Regions from separate parts of the Sus scrofa genome. Here all the other regions are linked to region 1. Evidence: chromatin contacts called from public HiChIP or PLAC-seq data. All regions are on one chromosome and are shown on one strand. Each heading gives the region's core, a stretch centred on a gene start, on an enhancer-like site or on the middle of the called end of the contact. The rest is flanking DNA. Distances are from core to core; before and after follow the strand shown.

The links. HiChIP or PLAC-seq counts read pairs in DNA pulled down with a chosen protein or histone mark.
Region 2: a contact with region 1 is called in an H3K27ac HiChIP or PLAC-seq map of alveolar macrophages. The contact joins two enhancer-like sites. A contact is called at or near these places in 2 of 2 datasets of contacts at active chromatin or transcription factors (alveolar macrophages and skeletal muscle).
Region 3: an H3K27ac HiChIP or PLAC-seq map of alveolar macrophages shows a contact between it and region 1. The contact joins two enhancer-like sites. A contact is called at or near these places in 2 of 2 datasets of contacts at active chromatin or transcription factors (alveolar macrophages and skeletal muscle).
Region 4: an H3K27ac HiChIP or PLAC-seq map of alveolar macrophages shows a contact between it and region 1. The contact joins two enhancer-like sites. A contact is called at or near these places in 2 of 47 Hi-C or Micro-C datasets (embryonic fibroblasts and epiblast stem cells) and 2 of 2 datasets of contacts at active chromatin or transcription factors (alveolar macrophages and skeletal muscle).

What each region holds. Positions count from the first base shown.
Region 1 is chr1:190,425,658-190,429,524 of Sscrofa11.1, forward strand. All of the region lies in intron 12 of PRKCH (protein kinase C eta type), which reads left to right. Among named protein-coding and RNA genes, the nearest start is that of HIF1A, 200 kb to the right of the region's middle. Within about 2 kb of position 2,429, at least 4 of the 83 cell types and tissues checked have an H3K27ac peak or open chromatin away from gene starts, as enhancers often do. A contact at or near this core is called in alveolar macrophages, where this site is marked.
Region 2 is chr1:190,564,904-190,568,916 of Sscrofa11.1, forward strand. No RefSeq gene overlaps it. Among named protein-coding and RNA genes, the nearest start is that of HIF1A, 59 kb to the right of the region's middle. Within about 2 kb of position 2,033, at least 4 of the 83 cell types and tissues checked have an H3K27ac peak or open chromatin away from gene starts, as enhancers often do. A contact at or near this core is called in alveolar macrophages, where this site is marked.
Region 3 is chr1:190,593,565-190,597,392 of Sscrofa11.1, forward strand. No RefSeq gene overlaps it. Among named protein-coding and RNA genes, the nearest start is that of HIF1A, 30 kb to the right of the region's middle. Within about 2 kb of position 1,732, at least 8 of the 83 cell types and tissues checked have an H3K27ac peak or open chromatin away from gene starts, as enhancers often do. A contact at or near this core is called in alveolar macrophages, where this site is marked.
Region 4 is chr1:190,655,417-190,659,327 of Sscrofa11.1, forward strand. All of the region lies in intron 6 of HIF1A (hypoxia inducible factor 1, alpha subunit (basic helix-loop-helix transcription factor)), which reads left to right. It also overlaps the pseudogene LOC106507611. Among named protein-coding and RNA genes, the nearest start is that of SNAPC1, 20 kb to the right of the region's middle. Within about 2 kb of position 2,060, at least 12 of the 83 cell types and tissues checked have an H3K27ac peak or open chromatin away from gene starts, as enhancers often do. A contact at or near this core is called in alveolar macrophages, where this site is marked.

The DNA.
Region 1 (3,867 bases), core at 1,179-3,678:
CAGGACTGGAGCTCCCATATGCTGAAATGGAGCTTCTCATATGGTCTTTGTCTTTCTCTGACTTACTTCACTTAGTATGAGAATCTCTAGTTGCATCCATGTTGCTGCAAATGGCATTATTTCATTCTTTTTTATGGCTAAGTAGTATTTCATTGTGTATAAGTACTACATCTTCTTAATCCATTCATCATTTAGGTTGCTTCCATGTCTTGGCTATTGTGAATAGTGCTGCAGTGAACACAGGTGTGCATGTATCTTTTTGAATTATAGTTTTGTCTGGATACATGTCCAGAAGTGGGATTACTGGATCCTATGGTGGCTCTATATTTGGTTTTCTGAGGAATCTCCATACTGTTTTCCATAGTTTTATATTCCAATTTACATTCAATTGGATTCAACAATCCAATTTATAGTCCCACCAACAGTAAAGGAGGGTTCCCTTTTCTCCACACCCTCTCCAGCATTTGTTATTTGTAGATTTGTTAATTATGGCCATTCTGACCTGTGTGAGGTGGTTTCTCATTATAGTGTAATTTGCATTTCTCTAATTAGTGGTGTTGAGCATTTTTTTTTTTAGCTTAGGTAGTCTAATTTTTTTTATTGTTATTTCCCCAACACAATTTTTTTTCCACTGTACAGCATGGGGACCCAGTTACACATACATGTATACGTACTTTTTTCTCCCATTGTCATGCTCTGTTGTATCTAGACATAGTCCTCAGTGCTACACAGCAGGATCTCATTGTTAATCCATTCCAAAAGCAACAGTTTGCATCTGTTAACCCCAATCCATCCCACTCCCTCCCCCTCCCCTTTGGCAACCACAAGTCTATTCTGCAAGTCCATGATTTTCTTTTCTGTGGAAAGGTTCATTTGTGCTATATATTAGATACTAGACATGAGTGATATCATATGGTATTTGTCTTTCTTCTTCCGACTTCCTTCACTCAATATGAGAGTCTCTAGTTCCATCCCGTTGTTGCAAATGGCATTATTTCATTCTTTTTTATGGCTCGGTAGTAGTATTCCATTGTGTATATAAACCACACCTTCCTAATCCAATAGTCTGTCAATGGACATTTGGGATTGGAAAAATTAATATTGTAAAAATAGCTATACTACCCAAAGCAATCTACAGATTCAATGCAATCCCTATCAAATCACCCATGTCATTTTTCACAGAACTAGAGCAAACAATCCAAAAATTTATATGGAACCACAAAAGACCCAGAATTGCCAAAGCAATCCTGAGAAACAAAAACCAAGTAGGAGGCATAACTCTTCCAGACCTCAAGCAATATTACAAAGCCACATTCGTCAACACAGTGTGGTACTGGTACCAAAACAGACGTACAGACCAATGGAACAGAACAGAGAACCCAGAAATAAACCCCAACACCTATGGTCAATTAATCTTTGACAAAGGAGGTAAGAGCAAGAATATAAAATGTTGAGCATATTTTCATGTGCCTATTGGCTGCCCATATATCTTCTTTGGAGAAATATCACTTATATTTAGAATCTAAAACATGACACAAATGAACCTATCTATAAAACAGAAACAGACTCATATAGAACAGACTTATGGTTACCAGGGGGGAGAGAGGAGGAGGGAGTAGAATGGACTGGGAGTTTGGGGTTGATATATGCAAACTATTACATTTAGAATTGATAAGCAATGAGGTCCTGCTGTACAGCACAGGGAACTATATCCAATATCTTAGGTTAGAACATGATGGAGGATAGTATGGGAAAAAAAATATATATATGTATGAGTGGCTCACTATGCTGTACAGCAGAAATTGACACAACAGTGTAAATCAACCACACTTTTTTTTAAAGGTGGGGGGAAAAAAAAAGCTTCTCCGCAGGCCTCTTACAAGACTCCTACTACCTTCAGAAATGGACCATTCACTAGAATTCCAATTTGGCACAGTGGAAACAAATCCAACTAGGAACCATGAGGTTGCGACTTTGATCCCTGGCCTTGCTTAGTGGGTTAAGGATCCGGTGTTGCCGTGAGCTGTGGTGTAGGTCACAGATGCAGCTTGGATCCTGTGTTGCTGTGGCTCTGGTGTAGGCCAGCAGCTGTAGCTCTGATTGGACCCCTAGCCTGGGAACCTCCATGTGCCATGGGTGTGGCCCTTAAAAGCAAAAAAAAAAAAAAAAAAAAAAAAAAGGAGGGGGGGAGATGGACCATTCACTCACAGATAGACCAGGCTAGTGTTGGCAGAAAACAATAAAACACCAGCATACTAAGTTTCTAAGAGGCTTCATTTCTGATTATCTTAAGGCTATTCTCAACTTCCTTCCCCCCATTTTAGATTATAAGTTTCCTAAATAGAGAGGTCCTAACATTTGACCTATATGTGGCTAGCAGTGTGAAGGATTTTTTTTTTTTAATGACATACTAATAACCACATGACTCTTTAAATTTCTCTCAGGCAGGAGGATAAAGGGGTCAGAGGTTTTGTGGAATGAGCATGAAAGTCTTCTGTATAAAGGTTGGCTGACTCATGTCTGTGGGTCAGAAGAGCTTTTTGCTTTAAGTTGGAAAATCTCTGACAGAGGTAGCACACTTTGTTGTCTTTCATTTGTCCTTTCCAACTATCAACTACAATAATTTTTAGCAGTTGATGTGTAGGTTTGTTTGGACACCCAAGATAATGTGTATCCCAGATAAAGAAGGTTGTTGCCGTAGGTTTCATCAGGAGAAACTTTTAGTTTTAGGGCTTTGTGTAGAGTGACTTTGGAGGGTCTTGTTTTTAGCAGTTGCTTCTTTTAAAAAAAATATTATAGTTGATTTATGATGTTCGGTCAATTTCTGATGTACAGCAAAGTGACCCACTCATACATATATACACACTGTTCTTCTCACATTATTTTCCATCATGTTCTATCCCAAAAAACTGGATATAGTTCCCTATGCTCCACAGCAGGACCTCATTGATTATCCATTCTAAATGTAACAGTTTGCATCTATTAACTCCAAACTTCTAGTCCATCCCACTCCCCTGCTCCCAGTTTCTTCCTTTCAGTAGCTATATTTTGTGGGATCACAGCTGTCAGGAGAGCTTCCTTTTGCCTTAACTCTTGGAAGTTACTGGAGAGCAATGAAACCCAGCCTATCAGTCAGAGTAGCTCGAAACTGGTTTGCCTGGAATAAAACCATCTTGGCCAACAGCACTGGCTTTGGCACAAGAGCTTGACCTTGGGCTTCCAACTCTGAGACTCACCTCTGACCTTTACCTTTTTTGATCCAACATTATCATGTGACTTGAGTGAAGCTACTGAGATAGCTTGGGTTTCAGAGGACGCTCTAATGAACATAAAACACAGGTAAGGCAGAGTGTTAAGAGCATTGACAAGGAACGAAGTATATGCTCATGAAAAGGCTGCTGGATTCCAGTCACAAGTAGGATGGAAAATAGAGCCAAAAAACTTGCTGCAGATTTTAGTACTGCTTCTGCCCTAGTGCAGGAACAGGAAGAGTACAGGGCATTTTTGTTCTTGATTTCTTTAAGAGGAAATAAAGTGTACTGTAAATTATGTATCTGGAGAGCTCTCACGGATAATTCTGATGTGTTAAGCCATTGATCTGCTCGCATTTTCAAGTATCCTTACATACCTGCCCACTCCTTCGGTAACTAGGCCATAGAGATCAGCTTAAACAAGTTTTATGTCATTTTTATAAAGACACATCCATTTCAGACCCAAGGAAAATGTGGCATTTTTAAGTGAGGGCAGCAAGCTTTACTTGTATGGCAAGCCTCTTTTTTTTTTTTCCTCTCTCTAAATCCAAGTAGAGAAGAAGGAAAGGATAAGATTGCCAACTCTCGCTGTTGGCAGAGACCCTGGAGGATGTTG
Region 2 (4,013 bases), core at 783-3,282, 140 kb after region 1:
AATTGTTGAGGCCAGCCCTCCTGGATGGCAGGCAGCCCCAGGTTCGGCGAGAGTGTAGGGGGTGGCGGGGGTGGGGGGAGGGAATGCACTGGGAAGCACAGCTTTCTGCTAGCTAGCGGGCCTGTAAGCTTGCTGTGGCGTGGGGGGTATTCTATGGGGACCCACCCCTTCTTCTCTCCCCTCCCCAGCATGGGCGCAGACCAGGCTCTTCTTCCAGGTTCCCTCTGATGCAGCTTTCCACTTCCCCGCCCCTTGAGTATTGGTCCCTTCCTCTGCGACAGCTTTGTTTTCTAGTCTCCCAGGCAGTCTCTGCCCCATCAAATGGTTTCTAGACCTCCCAAGCAGTTTCCGCTCTGCCCCGCCCCCCAGCCCCGGGACTAACCTCCTGGGCCGAGGTCTCGGTGCCCAGCCCCCACCCTGGCATCTCAATTTTTGGTGACTGTGCCCATAGTTCAGATGGTCCGTTGGGTTCTTGATCGGCTTTTCCGTACTCCAACTTACTGCTACACTCTTCTCTGCATCTGGAGATTCCTCCGGTTTGTTTGATCTTTCCACCGGTAGGTGACTTTCCAGGCTGCAGGAACCCTTTCTCCTCCGCAGTTCCCTTTCGGGAGTGCCCGTCCCGCTCAGATTCACCTTCTCTCACTCTCCTCTTTTCTCCCGTTCTGCCCAATAATGTCACGAACTTCTTGCCGTTATTGGAGTTTAGGTTCCTCTGCCAGCGATTGGTTGCTGTTCTGTGCGAGTCATTTATTCTGTAGATGTGCTTTTTTTGTTGTGTTTGTAGGAGAGGGTGAGCGTGTCTCCCTACTCCTCCGCCATCTTGTCCTCTCTCCAGGACTGATAACTTTTTTACATTTAGTTGAAGAGTAGTCTCCAGCCTACTTCCATACACTTCCCAACCCATTGTAATCTGGCTCCAGTGCTAATCTGTATCTCAGCGCCCACAGAAACTTCTCTCACTGAGGCCAACAATAAGCTTTTCATTTCTGAAACAAATGGATACCCCTCGGTCCTATTCTTACTAAATTCCTGTAGGAGATACTGAAAATCATCATTTTCCCATCCTTTTTGCTAACAGAAACTTTTATTTTTTATCCCTCAGTTCTCAGGGATGAGTCATGATTGATCTAACCAGTTATGACAACTCGTTCCACTTTGTCAATGATTAATCAGGGAGTGGGAAGGAGCCTTGGTCAATGAGACACAAGAAGAGGTCTGATGAGTCCCCTGGGAAAGATTTTCTTCCTGAAAGAGAATGAGATGCCTGAAGAGAAAGGCTTATTGTCTCCACTACTCTTGCCTTCTGCTTGGAATGCTCTCAGTTGCTTGAGTGTCCAGCCTAGAACTTTGAGACATTTTTAACACACTGACAGTGGCAAAGCAGAAGGATGGAACGACCGGAGACCACCCACCTCAGACTGCTTGATAAGTCATTTGTATAACATAATTCACTCTCATTCCTTTACTTGCAGCTAAATGTATCCTAATTAATACACCCTCTCTCTGTAGTATTTGATATTGTTTTCCCTTAAAAATTCTCCTCTCTATGACCCCAGTCAGCTCTGGTTCTCCTCTCTGTGCTCCTCTTTCTTCACATGTCTTCAAATATAGGTGCTTCCTCAAGGATTAATCTTTAGTCTCTTCTGTGTTTTCCTTGAGTTGTCTCTTGAGGAGAGTCCCTCTGGATCCACTGCTTTCATTACCACCCACCTTCTGACAAGTCCCTCAGACCTCTCTCCCAGGCTCTATGGCAAGAGGTTTAAAACCAAATTCAATCATTTTTCCTTTGCAGACATTCTCTTCCTCCTGTATTTCTCATCTCAGTGGATGCTACAACCTCTGCCCAGTCACCCAAGACAATAACCTGGGCATGATTCTAATCTTTCTTCCTCAATTATTCATATGCTCTCCTAGTCTTCACCACTGCAAATGGGTTACAAAGTCATGTTCAGTAACCTCCAAGATATTTTTAGAATCCATCCTCTCCACTCTCACTGCCACCTCATTAGTTAACACTTTCTCATCTCTTGCTAAAACAATTGCAAGGCCCTCTTCACTGACTCATTCCCTAGTCTTTCCTCCTTCACTCAACCCTCTGCACTTGCCTCAAGGACGATTTTGGTTATCATCCCCGCTTCATCTTTCCCCAACTCTTTTAAAATGGCATTCAAGGTCCTTCATTTGACCTCAGAGCACTCATCTAGTTCCATATCTTCTGGATGTGATCTGATGAAGGGACCTTTTTTTTCTTTTGCAAAATCTAATTTCTACACTCACCTCTACTCTATCCACCTTGTGTGCTCTCATTTATCTTCAGTTCATGTCTTCTTTCAGCTGTGAAGACTCTCTTTATCCTCACCACCCTCTTCCCCTTCTTCTCTCCTCCAAGAAAGTTAGATATTCCTCCAGACTATCTTGTGATACTTCTACCATGGCATCTCTCAACCAATTCTGGAGTCATTAATGACTTTGTCCAATCTCCATTAGATTCTGAGCAACTTAAGGACAAGGACTGTCTTGTTCATGTTTTCACTCCAATGTCTAACAAGGTACTACCAGATAGTAACAGTAAATGCTTAATGAAGGAAGAATTAAATGAGTGAATGATGTTCTAATTCTCAGGGAATTTGCAGTTTACGAAAAGAGGAACCACTATCCATAAAAAGGAATCTCAAATTAGTTGATATACCATATGAGGGTCCAAAGGGGAGGCATTTCCCTGATGCTGGTTAATCACATTATATGGACAATTATTAATCCACAGTAACATCCCTGTCTCACCTATTGGGTAAATGTTCTTCCTGAAAATATCAGAAGTTTTGGCCTCTCAGCAAGGCACTTCACAGGCTATAGGTTGTCCAAAATTATTTATAGCCTTTAGTGAATATACTATGATGTTTTCGATGTGGTAATAATTCCTTTAAGAAACTTGACTAAAAAGTATAGTCCTTCTTAAAAGATGAATTCAGAAATTTTAAGGAATGCGTCTGAATATGTATAGACAAGAAGGATAATGACTTTATTCATGCTGTACATTTAAGATCCAGGTATAAGTAACTATGCAGAATTGTTAGATTCAGTGTACACACTGTTTAACATAACATGAGCAGATTCAGTCATTTAAAAGATATGGTTATCACTAACTGCAGGACCAGTTGTACTGGAGCTTGTGCATCTCCCTGATTCAGATCAATTCTTTACCTTGCTCTGTGCTCCAGAGAAGCTGACCTCTGTGCACTCTATCTATTTGGCTCCTGGGCTCTCTGACTTCTTGGGTTTGGCCAATGAGCATCACCTGCAAAAGGTCAGGAGGGAGAAAGAGACAGAGTACTTGTACCCTGCCAGGTCACGGTTAGACAGTGACTGCATTCCTCAATGAAATGCCACAGTTCCTGTTAGGTGGACCACTCCAGATTTCTGTAAGCTCCCCCTCTTCTTGCCTCTTAGGCATAGAGGACATAGGGATGGTAATAGCAGTCTGTTGTTGCTAACACAGGAAGGTTCACTATTTCCTGTTGGTTTCCCTCAGCCCTGCCCTCACCCTTGCATATATCCCACACATTGAACCCTCTTTATTCATCCAGTTTGAATACCACCTGTTTTCTGCTTGGCTGTCAACTCATGTGATCAGGATGTTTAGGGAGAGGAGGAGGATTACTCTATTTACACCATCACCCATCTTTGTTTGCTCAAAACCACATCCACCTGTGGGTACAAAAGTGTCCCAATAACAGCAATAAAACAGTATTTTGAGGTGGTCCACTGCAGAATTTTGGTTTTCTGTCTCTCTGTGTAATTCCAACATAATAACTCAATAACCTGAGGTGGGGGGGGGGGCATTCATCTGTTTCAGAACTAAGACACTTGCTCCCAATAAACTGGATACAAGAGCTCTCCTGAGGAAGCTGCTAATCTTCAAGGCACATTAAACATCACTGGGCTAATAAAACATCACAAGAAATACGACAAGATAGAAAGAAAACATATTACTCAGAAATCCTTTCGAGAGG
Region 3 (3,828 bases), core at 482-2,981, 170 kb after region 1:
TAGAGATGAAAGTCTTTCCTAAATGGAGTACTTTTGCAAACAGATACGATCGGAGAATGATGGTTTAGAGGGGTGTGTTCTACCTACTTTGCTGACATAGTGTAGTCTGGATATCTCCATAGTATATATTTGAGTGGTTTTACTAAAATTCTTTCTAGTGAGATTTAGGCAAGGAGCTGGGTGGAAGTTGCTTTGTATTTTTGGCACTCTCTGGAAGGAGAAAATAAAATGAGAACAGAGCTGTTCCAAGTACAAGTCCAGGCTGATTATCAGCAAGGTAAACAGTGCAACACTATCCTCATGTAAATGTAAATATTTTGCTCATTGTTTAGGGGCTGCTAGAAGAAAGAGTTGGAAAATGCCATCCCTACTTCTATATGGAAGAAAGCCCCACATGCACTAAATTTTAAATCATTAAAGAACTATTGAAATAATCTTAATATTCAGTGGAGAAACTAGTTGCTCATTTAAATTATCTGTAGGATTTTTGAAATCCATGTGACAAAACACATATAGTGATAAAAATAATCCTTCCCCTTGAAAAAAAACCCCTAGACTAAAACCCAGAAGGTTCTACCTGCTAGTCTCAGCTCTATCCACTGCCTCGTTGTCTATTGACCTTGAAAAAGTCATTTAGTTTCTCAGGACTCGGTTTTTTAACCCTGAAATGAGAGAATTAGATTAGATAGATTCCCTTTAGGATAAAAAATAAATAAAACATTACTTTTATGACAGCAATTATTACCAAAGTGAATAAACTGAATATCCTAAATAAAGAGGATATTGGGATAAAAGAGTTTCTGAATGACCAAGCAATGAAATTACAGAAAATAACAAGCACAAATGATATGCTTTTTTTAAAAGCACGGCTGTCGGCAAGTACTAAATTACATTTGGACATCGAAAAGCCATGAAAGGATTCACGCAAACAAAAAGAAACAATATGAGATAAGAAGCATACACAGTCATGTTGTAGCCATAATACTGTCCAACTCATTGGACCAGAGAAGAAACAAATTTGCTATATATTTCCATTTGTAAAACATGCACACCATCTGGGTCATTGTGACATGGATTGAATGTCAAGTTACTCCTTAACTGGAATCAATGCATAAAAGCTCCATTTCTGAGCAGGTGGAAAGGGAGCCACAGCCAGGCTGGAACCATTAGAAAATATTTTTAGGGCCACACTTATATTCATTTCATAAAATAATGTACTTGTCACTGTCTACTTGTATACTGTACGGTCTAAGAATAACTTTCAAATTAAAATATGATTATTGCTCCCCTTAAAATTGTCCTGGCAAAATTTTCTCTTTTCTGCCCCTCCAAATGGGACCAGTCATTGACTCATTACTCCGAAGCAGACATATTCAATTGAGAGAGAAAAAAACAAGCCACATATAAAGCAAAACTGTAAGGGCTGCAAGCAGCCTTGGCCACATTTATGAAAGATTAGGATAATCCTCGCTAGTCTGTCCTGATGGCTGGAGATGGATTAAATTACTTTCTGAGTTTCTTTTAGGATCAAGATGCCATAGAAAGTTTCAGTACTTGGTACAGTTAAAGGGAGAAAAGACTGTATTTGCTTATTTTTAAAAAATTATCTTTGTACGTGGATAAATACTTGTATATTTTACATTGGATTCCTTGTAACTATTTTCAGAGACACCATTTACTTAGAAGACAGCTGGGTAATGCAGTGAAATCCTGTGGGTGGAGGTGAAATGTCTTAACAGGAAGTAATTTATCTTCCTCGTGGGTTATCAGGATATGTTGATGACTAGACTTGTTACTCAAATGATTTCCTAACGACTTCAAAGGAAACGATGTTGAATCTAAAACCGTCTAGCACTGGAAAGCCTTGTGTGGGTTTCAACTCTGCCTCAAGGACCACATTTTCCAAGGGGTCAGAAGACAAGGTATATATAGAATTTCAAATATCATCTACCATAGTGGCTATACTCTGAGGCCTAAACATGTCACAAGAGGCTGCTAGTAGAAACAAGCAAATCCTTGCTGCATGGTAGAGTGAATTTTTGTAGAGAACATTCCAAAACACCCTTCAAGATTACCAAGGGGGGAAAAAAAGGACAGAAATATAAATGTAGAGTCTGATGGAAACCTAAAGCACAAGGGAGCAGATAGTTGTCATTTTGGGCTGAATACAAAAATTCCAAGAAGCAGAAGAAAAACAAATTTTAACTAAGTGTCGTCTTTCCCATTCAAAACGAAACTCTGCATAAGTAATCTCATGCAGGTTGTGAAGCTCTTACACGAAACTAACCAAAAAAATATATATATATTATATATATATATATACACATACACCAGAATTGCAGGAGCAGTTGCAGGTATGTTTGTTTTTAACCTGAAACACAAAACTGAGCCATAAAAAGTACAGTTGACCACATATGTTAGTTTTCTTCACTTTTAGAACTGGCCAATGTTAAAACTTCAGAATGAAGAAACTGCATCATTCAGACATTAAAAATGCCTTTCTAGGAGTTCCCATTGTGGTTCAGTGGCCTAAGAACCTGACATAGTCTCTTTGAGGATGTGGGTTCAATTCCTGGCATTGCTCGGTGGATTAAGGATATGGTGTTGCCACAGGCTGCAGCATAGGTCACAGGTGCAGCTCAGAGCTGGTGTTGCTATGGCTATGGCATAGGCCAGCAGCTGCAGCTCTGATTAGACCACTAGCCTGGGAATTCCCATATGCTGCAAGTACAGCCCTAAAAAAAAAAAAGGAAGAAAAAAAATGTCTTTCTAAACTTTACTGTAGTAATTAAACACCACAACCATATTTTTCAAAAATATATCAAAATAAAACCAACAAGGAAACAGAATTGTGGAATTCCCTGACTTTGTGTTGAAAGTATTTCAGAGTTCCTATCGTGGCTCAGTGGTTAACAAACCTGACTAGCATCCATGAGGACATGGGTTCAATTCCTGGCCTCACTCAGTGGGTTAAGGATCTGGTGTTGCTGTGGCTGTGGTGTAGGCCAGCAGCTATAGCTCCAATTCGACCCCAGCATGGGAACCTCCATATGCTGTGAGTGCAGCCCTAAAATAGCAAAAGGGGGGGGGCATTTCAATAGCAGCCTCTGTATGACACCAGAACACCTTAAATGTGTGTTGTATTTAACTTTTTTTTTTCCAGAGGAATAAAGAAGTAAACTTTTTTACAGTAAGTAAGTTGGCATTTCATTAAACAGAAAAGCAAACCGGATGTCTGAACCACATGCACTAAAGATTTCAGAATGACACTGCAAGCAAATTATATATGCAGTGTTTGTTTTCAGAAAAAAAGCAATGCTCGGAAAGAACTGAATTATGTGTGGATTCTATGAAAACAATGATGAGGTAGGGTGTAGTTGGCGAAGGTAAGATTTGGAGGGTTTTTTTGTTTTTTGTTTTTTTCACTTAAAATACTCTGGACTCACTTGTGTGTGCTATGCCTCAGTCCTTAATGGGACAAAGAAAAGCCACAAATCCGGAGAGAATAAAGCTTCTCTCCAAATGGAAGATACAAATCAGAATCTTTGAGAGTTGCTTCCACTCCCTCTGTCGGGATGGTTAGCAACACTCTTAGCTAGACACAAGGTTACATGAGAGGAAAATGTTGTGATGAGGATTCACAGTGGTCTGTGTTGTCCCACTCTTCGGCTGTTCAGGAATAGGACTGACTTGAGTGAATAGTTCTGCTAATTCAGTCTGGTTTGGTACCACCTGTGCTCCAAGGTCATGTGACTGCACATGCTCAGATGCTCCAGAGGTGGTATGGCCTATGTGATTAACCTTGCAGAGTCACACTCAACCTGTGGG
Region 4 (3,911 bases), core at 810-3,309, 230 kb after region 1:
GGCATTATTTCATTCTTTTTGTGGCTGAGGAATATTTCATTGTAATATGTACTACATCTTCTTCTGTTGATGGACATTTAGGTTGCTTCCATGTTTTGACTTGTAAATAGAAGGCATAAGGAAGAGCAGGATATCAAGGCAGAAAAACATATCCCTAAAAGAAGAAAAATCCTAGAAAATATAGTCGCTGTCCAGGTTGAGTCAATACACAATGAAATACTCCTCAGCCATAAAGAACAAAATAATGCCATTGGCAGCAACATGGATGCAGCTAGACTCTCATACCAAGTGAACTCAGAAAGAGAAAGACAAATACCATGTGACATTACCTATATGTGGAATTCAAAATATGACAAAAATAAACCTATCTACAAAACAGAAACAAATGCTCAGATGTAGAGAACAGACCTGTTGGTTGCCAAGAGGGAAGGGAGAAGGAGTGGGATGAATGGGGAGTTTGGGGCCAGTAGGTGCAAACCACTACATTTAGAATGGATAAGCAACGAGGTCCCACTCTACAGCACAGGGAACTATATTCAGTCTCCTGGGATATACCATGATGGAATATGAGAAAAAGAATGTACGTATGCATGACTGGTCACTTTCCTGCACAACAGAAGCTGACACAACATTGCAAATCCAATAAATATTAAAAAAAAAAAATGGTTATCACATATCTTCAGACTCTATGTTCATGGAGTAATTTGGGAATAAATCCATAATTTGCTGCTGGGTACTGTAGTACTTCGCAGTCTGCTGTATTACATTATGATTTTCCCTGGCAGTTTTTGGGTGGCTTCCAAATCACTGACAGGAGAATTTTGCTCCAGGCACTGGAGCTGGGGCTTCAGGAATTCCTTGACACAGTTTTGAACTGGTTGTTCCAAGTTTGGTTATTCCAGGCTTGGGGGCACCAGGTCTGGCTCTTCCAGGTTTGGTTGCTCTAAGACTGGCTGTTCCAGGTCTGTTTGCTCCATGATGGGTTATTCCAACTCTGGTTACCCTTCATGGGCAGGTTTCCAGAAGTGTTCACCAGGCATATTTGGTGGTAGGAATAGAAGCCTGGGGATTCTGTACTGGCTAAGCCCTAAATCACACTGTTGCTATTCCTTGGACAGTTGTTTTTCTGCCACCTCTTAGAGTTCATTAGCTTGTTCTGGAACCAGGTCTTAACCTATTTGTAGCTAAGGTTCAGGATATTGGAAAGTCCTTGCGAATGCTGGAGGCTGAGGTATTTCTGCTTCTGAAAACTGTCATTGATGACACAGAGCTGGGTCTGAGAGAACACAGTTCTTACCGTCTACTTCTTGACTGGAACCTTTACTTCTTTCTTTTCTGTGCTCTTCTCTTCAGACATGGGCAGTGGTTTTATTCTGGGGCATGTGGGAGAATCAGGGCTGTTCAGTTTCTGTGTTGAGGGTTTAAGCACATGACATCTGCAAGGAGACATAATTTTCTACAGACCTGTAAACGTCAGGCATTGGTGAAGATTCCCTAGAATTGGATGCTTTGGGGACAAGCTGGATCCACACTCATGCTGAGTTGAAGAGGGAAAAGAAAAAAAGAAAAAAAACAAAAACAAAGAGCTAAATTGTAGGAAAAGTCCAGGCTTTAAGTTTTTAGGTAAAAGAGCTTAGAAGAATATGAAGATCTCCTCCCAGTATAAAAGTATCAAAAAAATGGGATGAAGTGAGTCACCTTTGCAGTAACAGGCGCTAAACAGCCCAATCTAGCAAAATGAGCCTATTTAAAAAAATTTTTTAATGTAAAGCTGTATGAGATATTGGTATATTTTGGAGATTAATCCCTTGTTGATTGCTTCATTTGCAAAGGGGATAGATTACTTTTGATTGTGGACTAGAAAGGAAAGTTTTTGGTCGTCTCCTCACCCTACATAGTTTCCTGAGCAGTTTCATTTTTGGCCACGGTTTCTGTTGCGACTTCCCGTATTTCTATTTATAACTATTTCCATTTCATTGCCAATTTGATATTTTTATCTGGAGGTATGTTCTTCTATATTATAAACTAAAAATTTCTGAAACTAAACTGAACCACTCCTACCCCAAAACAATTTCAAAAACTGCTTTTCCTCTTATAATGAATATCATGATTGATATACCACAGTATACACATGACTCCAGCAAAAATTAAGTCATTCTTAACTTTTCTTTTGCTTTCATTATCTACACTCAGTTGGTCTCTAAATTTTAATAGATTACCATTTGCATGTATCTCTTGATCCATTTCCTCCTTCCACTCTTGTCTGCCTGCCTTTGAGTTCTTCAGCTTATTATTACATTTGGCATGAACTGCATCTCTGCCAGCAGATTTGTGCCCTTTTAATCTCATCCAGGTTTCCAAGAAGTGGACTTCCTAATGTGAAAATTAGATCATGTCATACTCCTGTTGAAAATGCCTCAGCTGCTTCCCTCCTTCATCTTCACATACCAAAAAAAAAAAAAAACAAACAAAAAAAAAACCTTTTTTGTTTATAAATATATTAGAAGGATAGCACATTTTTATTTATCAAAATAAGACATGCATTTTGAAAAGCTGGGGGAAAAAAACAGGCCCAGGCAATAAAATCTAAACTTCTTAGCATAGCAAGCAAAGATACTTATGATCTGGCCTCTTCTGACTTCTCCAAATTAATTGGGAGGAGGAAAAGACCCCCTTCTGCTGTGGTCGCCTATAGCCTGAGAGCTCCACATGCTGTTCTGCTGTCTTAGTGCAATGATGCTATCCTCAACTCCAAACACATACTTAGCTTCCAAGAGCTACCTACTGCATCTATTTGTAGAGCTTTCCTTGTTTCTTTAAGAAATTACTGTTTCATGTATGTAAGTCTGTCATGGCCTTTTTTCTGCTTTTGCAATTATTTGCTTGCTTGTACCATTTTTTGCTTTAAGGCTGTATGACCATGGCTGAAAGCATATGTTCTGTAGCTAGACTGCTAAATCCTGACTGCCTATATCCGGGTGACCTTAGACACATTACTTCTTTTCTTTGTGCATCATTTTCTTCATCTTTAATAATCTCTACTTTAGATAAAGTATAATGCGTGTATTAGTATCATCTTCAACTTGAAGATTATATGAGGAAAACAACTTTAAGTCCTTAGTGCTAACTATAAAGTAGATAAGAAGCCTCTGCCCCACTGTACAAGGAATGTGAGAGGGCACTGGCTTTGTATCACATAATCCTTGATTCCATGCTGGCTTGCAGTCCTGGTAACAGTGTGACCTGGATCTTAGGCACTGTTGTAAATCTCATGGTCCTTATCTGTTAAAAAAGGGTCATGCTTGTAAGGATTAAAAGAGTGTTGAGCACCTATTACACACAGTGACTGTTTGACCGCTGGGGTTAGAGTTAAGAAAAATGAAGATAGAAGAGCCAAGAAGTATTTTATGGCATTTACTGCCAGTGTTTATGTCAGTGTATGATAGAAGAGAGATGCCCTTCCTTTTTTGAGGAATTAGTTTTTATTTTTTTTATTTTTTTGTCTTTTTAGGGTGGCATCCATGACATATGGAAGTTCCCGGGCTAGGGGTCTAATCGGAGCTATAGCTGCCGGCCTACACCAGCCATAGCAACACAGGATCTGAGCCGCATCTGCGACCTACACCACAGCTCACAGCACTGCCAGATCCTTAACCCATTGAGTAAGGCCAGGAATTGAATCTGCATCCTCATGGATACTAGTTGGGTTTGTTACCGCTGAGCCATGATGGGAACTCTGAGTAATTAGTTTTTATTTTATTTATTTATTTTTTAATGGTCATACCTGCAGCATATGGAAGTTCCTGGGCTAGGGATCAAATCAGAGCTATAACTGCAGGCCTACACCACATCATACCTGATATGATCCATCTCAGCAGCCTTTGCCGCAGCTCGTGGCAAAGCCAGATCCT